Linked DNA regions of Pan troglodytes: region 2 is linked to region 1. Evidence: chromatin contacts called from public Hi-C data. All regions are on one chromosome and are shown on one strand. Each heading gives the region's core, a stretch centred on a gene start, on an enhancer-like site or on the middle of the called end of the contact. The rest is flanking DNA. Distances are from core to core; before and after follow the strand shown.

What was found. A called contact is a pair of places that touch in the nucleus more often than the background predicts.
Region 2: a contact with region 1 is called in a Hi-C map of a lymphoblastoid cell line, with 2.4 times the contacts expected there. The contact joins the enhancer-like site here to the promoter of RRBP1 in region 1. A contact is called at or near these places in 4 of 7 Hi-C or Micro-C datasets (induced pluripotent stem cells, a lymphoblastoid cell line and stem cell-derived neural progenitor cells) and 1 of 1 datasets of contacts at active chromatin or transcription factors (stem cell-derived excitatory neurons).

Annotation. Positions count from the first base shown.
Region 1 is chr21:24,198,768-24,201,467 of NHGRI_mPanTro3-v2.0_pri, reverse strand. RRBP1 (ribosome binding protein 1) reads left to right here and starts at 1,342. Exons shown (of 26, transcript XM_063803129.1): 1 at 1,342-1,480.
Region 2 is chr21:24,412,802-24,415,501 of NHGRI_mPanTro3-v2.0_pri, reverse strand. It overlaps LOC129138238 (a long non-coding RNA gene), which reads left to right. Exons shown (of 2, transcript XR_008541383.2): 2 at 2,517-2,700. Among named protein-coding and RNA genes, the nearest start is that of SNX5, 72 kb to the left of the region's middle. Within about 2 kb of position 1,286, at least 8 of the 24 cell types and tissues checked have an H3K27ac peak or open chromatin away from gene starts, as enhancers often do. A contact at or near this core is called in a lymphoblastoid cell line and stem cell-derived neural progenitor cells, where this site is marked.

The DNA.
Region 1 (2,700 bases), core at 93-2,592:
CTCTTTATTCCCCATGAAGGCTTGTATTTTTCACATCTTTCTAACAACAGCTAGTACAGTACTAGTGACAAATGGGGACAGGGAAGATTGAAAATTGTCCAAGAAATAGATGTTAGGCACGGGATTCTGCAGCAACGGGAGCTAGGGAAGTGATGTGGGGCAGTCTAGGCAGCCTTTGGTTGCTCAGAATCCAAAATTCCAAAGAAGCTGGCTTTGGCTCAAGTTCAAAGGGTTGGCTTTAAGAGACGCTGACATAATGGTTAAAAATCAAGCCTAAAATTATTTTAATTTAAAGACTTGACTAATTATGAAGACTGAGTGTCGGCTGACATTGGGGAGAAAGTCAGGGAATGAGGAAGTACCAGTTGCTCCGTTTTGTGGGACACGGATGAGTTTTCTTAGGTTAGAACCTCTCACCTTCCCCAACGCATGGAATAAAACGCCACAGAGTGGATTGTAATTATTGCTCTGCCGGCTGTGATTTGGTTGAGTATCTTAAATAGACCGTGCCTCAGTTGTACCCTCCCTAACAACGAGGGCGATGACATCCGCTTCAATTCCTCGTGCACTTTCTGGCTCTTTCACCCCAATTCCTCCATTTACTCAAGGAAATTCCTTCTGGTGCTGATTGCAATCTCTTTGATGATAAGAACTTGCTCTCCCTGGGCTGACCCCCAGCAGAGCTTGTCCTCATACCCGGCGGCCCGAGGGGGCGCTGCTTCGGGGGAAGTTAGTTGGGTTTAAATAAAGCAGCTTCCTTGGCTGTTCGCGGTTGCGCAACCCTGTTCAGCCACCGCCATGTCAGCCCAGCGGTATCCAGAGGCGCAGGCCCGGGGCCGCCGGGACCCGAACCTTCTGCTTCCCGCCTAGGCAGAGCCGGATCCTAGTCAGAGACTGCTGGGAGAGCCGCGGGCCCAGAGTGGGCGGAGCTGGCCGGAGACCCCCCCCTCGGTGGGCGGGGCGTTCCTGCTCCGCTCCGCCCCGCGCACGGCCGAGCGCCGCGCCGCTCGGCCCCGCCTCTCCCGGCCCTGCCCCCTTCACCTCCCCGCAGCTCCTCCCCTCTCCCATTGGCCGAGGTGGAGACCCTCCTCTCTGCCCAATGGCCGCCGCCGCGGCTCGGCCACCCGCGTCCTGACTGGCCAGCGACCGGCAGAGTGGCGGGGTGCGGACCAATGGAAAGAGGCGGCTCGATGAATGGCTGGCCCGGGTGGGGAAGGCAGGAGGCGGCGATCCCGGCGGAGGGGGCCGTTCGCCAGCTCTGAGGCAGAAAGTGCCACGACTCCACACGCGCGCACGCAGCCAGCAAGCGGCCGGAGCGGACGGCAGACGGGGCGGGCGGCGTCAGGGTCGCAGCGTCTACAGCTGCTCGGGGGCGGTTTCTTGGCGGAGGCTTGGCCGGCTCCTCTCTCCCGGCTCCGCGGCGGCTGCGAAGGCGGCGGCTCCTGCCCTCTCGCTTTCCCTCTCGCGTCTCTGGCTGCAGGTAAGAAACTTGGCCGGGCCCTGCAGCGGCCGCGCGCGGGCTGGGCCGTCGGGGGGCCGGGGCCGGCCGCGCTGCGCCGCGAGTGACACGTCTCCTCGGCGGCCCCTCCCCCGGCCCGCCCGCCGCCCGCCGCCCGCCGCCGCGGCCGTGCACCATCGGGGTCGGGGTCGGACTCGGGGCGGGGGTGCCGGGCAAGCGCCGTACCGGGGCGTAGGCAGGGCGCGCCCCGTGGTGTGGACCCCGCGGCCCTCGCCGTCGGGGGAGCTGCGGCGGCAGGCGGGCGCGACGTGGCGACCGCTCCCTGCCTCCCTCCCTCCCGGCAGGGCCGTCGGGCCGGCCAGCGCGCTCCGAAGTTGGGCGAAGAAAGTTGGCGGCGGGGCGGGGCGGCGCACAGCTGGCGGAGGAAGGGGTTAAGTTTCGGGAAGCCGCCGGATGACGTTGCCGGGCTGGAGTCCGGGCCGGAGGGGTGGGGGTGCGGGCGGAAGGCGGCGGAGGCCGGCCGAGGGGAGGAGGGCGGGATTGAATGGGGGCCCACGGGCCGAGCGCGCCGGTCCTGGGCCGCGGCCCGCTGGCGCTTCGCGGGGCTGGGACGGTCCCCGACGGGGTGGGCCGGGGTCGCAGGGCTCGCGGCGCAGGGACCGGGTCTGTCCATGGTACGGACGCCGGGCGGCCGCGGTGGCAACTTCCCGGAGTGCGGGAGGCGGCTCCCTGCTCCCCCTGGCGGCGGGGCCGGGGCCACCGTTTCCCCGGCTGGGCTGCGCGGAGCCTAGCTCGAGGGCTCCCGGCGGGGGGACGAGGGCGCCCGGGGCCCGCCCCGCCCGCGGCCACGATGAATGGGCCGGCGGTGCCAGCCCCGGGCGGAAGCGGACACCTCCGGGCCGGCCAAGCGCTCTGGCACCCGGCCTGGTGCCCGCCCCGGCCCGGCCGGCTCTCCCGCTGCGCCCTGATTAGGGGAGGCAGGCCGGGGTCTGCGCTTCCAGTAGGGCGCCCGCAATGCTTCAGGGACCCCTCTCCGAATGATAAGTCGCGAGTTTTAGCTCTAGAGTGTCCCGGCTGGCGAGGGTGACCCCGACCAAGTTGTTTCGTTCGGGGTCTCCATTTCCTGGTCTGCAAATCGGGGCTCCTGTTAGCTTCGATTTGCGAGGAAAGCTGTGGAGACCCAGCACTTGTAGGAAGGAGCCACAAGTGTTGGCTGTTCAGTTGGGATGCTTTTGTTGGGG
Region 2 (2,700 bases), core at 37-2,536, 210 kb before region 1:
AAGCCACGTGGAGCTAATCAGCAGTTGAAATGTGGCTAGTGAGACTGAGGAACTGAATTTCAGATTTTACTTAATTCTAATTAATTAATTAATTAACTGATTAATTTTTAGAGACAGAGCTCAGCTTGGTTGCCCAGGCTGGAGTGCAGTGGCGTGCCATAGCTCACTGCAGCCTCAAAGTCCCAGTCAAGCTAGGACTATAGGCAAGCATCACCACGCCCAGCTAATTTTAAAATTATTTTTTCTAGGGATGGATCTCACTGTGTTGCCTAGGCTGGTCTTGAACACATGGCCTCAGGCAATTCTCTGCTTTGATTTGCCAAAGTGCTGGGATAACAGGCATGAGCCATCATGCCCAGCCTTATTAAATTTAAACAGCTACATGTGGTCACTCTATGGAGCAGCATAGCTTTATAATAATTTTTTTAAATTAATTAGTTTAAATAATTGACACATTATCATTGTACATAGGTATGGGGTGCAGTTTGATATTTTAATACATATATTGTATAATGGTCAAATTAGGGTAGTTAGCATATCAATCACCTTATGCATTTATCATTCCCTTGTGGTGAGAACATTCAAAAGCCTCTCTTCTAGCTATTTTGTAATATACAATATCTTACTGTTAACCATAGCCACCCTACTGTGTAACAGAACCCCAGAATTTATGCCTCCCATCTAATTGTAATTTGTACCTGTCGACCGACCTCTCCCCATCCTCCCCTCTCCCCTGCCCTTCCCAGGCTCTGGTAACCACTGTTGGACTCTCTGACTCTTCTTCTATGAGATCAATTTTTTTTTTTTTTTTTAGATTCCACATATGAGTGAGATCATGCAGTATTTGTCTCTCTGTGTCTGGCTTATTTCACTTAATATGATGTCCTCCAAGTTCATCCATGTTGTTGAAAATGACAGGATTTCATTTTTTTATGGCTGGTACAATTATTTTTGTTTCTATTATTTCAGCAAAGGAGAATCAGGAGAGAAAATATCAGAACAGAGTACAGCCAGTCAGTCTCCTTACCAGTGTCAGGGCAGATTAGTGTAAGACTGTGGAGTTCTAGAGATTTGTGGGTCAATTCTGGCCTTGCCACTTAATAGCTGCTGTGACGTTAGGTAAGTGAGTTCATCTCTGAGCCTCAGTTTCTTCATCTGTAGATTGGGGATTGTAATGGCAACCTCAGAAGACTACTGTGAGGACTGAGTGAAGTACTGTGTACATCACTCAGGGTATGGGAGCATTGACTTACATAGTGAGGGCTCAGCAAAAGTCCCTCTGCCCCTGCTGGTGGTGATGGTGGCAGTGACAGCGGATTTATTATTCACCAAACTAGTCTTCCTGCTCACTGTCTCTACAGGGGCTAAATCGGGGGAGGACACAGTCCAAGGTCAAGAGCATCAAGCAAAGAATTAGTCAGCAGTCAGCCTAGGAGTCAGGCTGTTGTGTCAGCTGCATTAACCCAGAGGTCAGAAGCAAAGGGACTTACAGAAAAATTCTAAGAACAGAACAAAGGGATTTTTTTTTTAAACTCTTCATCAAGATTCCCCAAATATTAACATTTTTGCCACATTTGCCTTACTGTTTTCTCTGTCTGTGTGTACAAATATATATATTTTTCTGAATCATAAGAGTAAATTGCAGATGTGATGCCCTCTATCTCCCAAAGCTTCAGTGTATAATTCCTAAAAAGTAAAGGACATTCTGCTACACAGCCACAGTGCAGTGACTAAGTCAGGAAACGAACACTGATTCAATACAATTAGCTAATCTACAGACGGTATTCAGATTTAGATGTCACCAACTGTCCCAGTAATGTCCTTTATAGCAACACAATATCCCAGATCACGTGCTGCAGTTGGTTGCCCTGTCTCTAATCTCCTCCAATCGGCGGCAGTTCCTTGGGCTTTCTTTGTCTTTCCTGACCTTGACATTTTTGAAGAGTCCACGCAGTTTTCTTGTAGAATGTCCCTCAGTTTGGGTCTGCCTGATGTTTCCTCATGATAAGCCTCAGGTTGTGTATTTTTGGCAAGAATACTGGGAAAATGATGCTGTGTTCTCAGTGCATCAGATCAGCGGGGACATGAGGTCCCTTTCTTAGTTTGGGAGAATACATTCTGATGAAAAATATTCCCAGTGAGAAGGAAAATCGAGAGGATCTCAGGAGGCTGGTGTGGTTTGCACAAGCAACTGTGCTTCGCTCACATTTTCAAAGGACAGAAGCAAAGGGTGGAAGGCAGAGAATTCCACTCAGAGAGCGAGAGAACGGAGAGAAGAGCGGCTGAAAAGCTGGCTCCAGAAACGAGCTGAGGCCCTGAAAAATGCTGAAGGCAACCAAATAGGCTTCTAAATTGCTTACTTAAAAAACACTCATTCGTTTTCCTGACTATAAAAAATAGAATGTGGTCATTGTGGAAAATACAAACGTATAAAGAAGGAAACAGTAACTCCCTGCATCCTACACCCAGCTGTAGCCACGGCTAATATTTTGGGTATTTTCCCTCCCCACCTCCAGGAAAGGTTTTTAAAGCTGCGCTTGGAGCATGAAACAAAATGAGAAAGACTTCAGCTTCTCGGCGTGGGGAAGGTGATGTCATGCCAGCGGGGGCGGCGGAAAGGGCTGCCTGTGCTTCCCCTTCACTCTCGGGACGCGGCTGTGGGCTGGGCAGGAGGGAGCCAAGTCTGGGGTGCACTGGGGA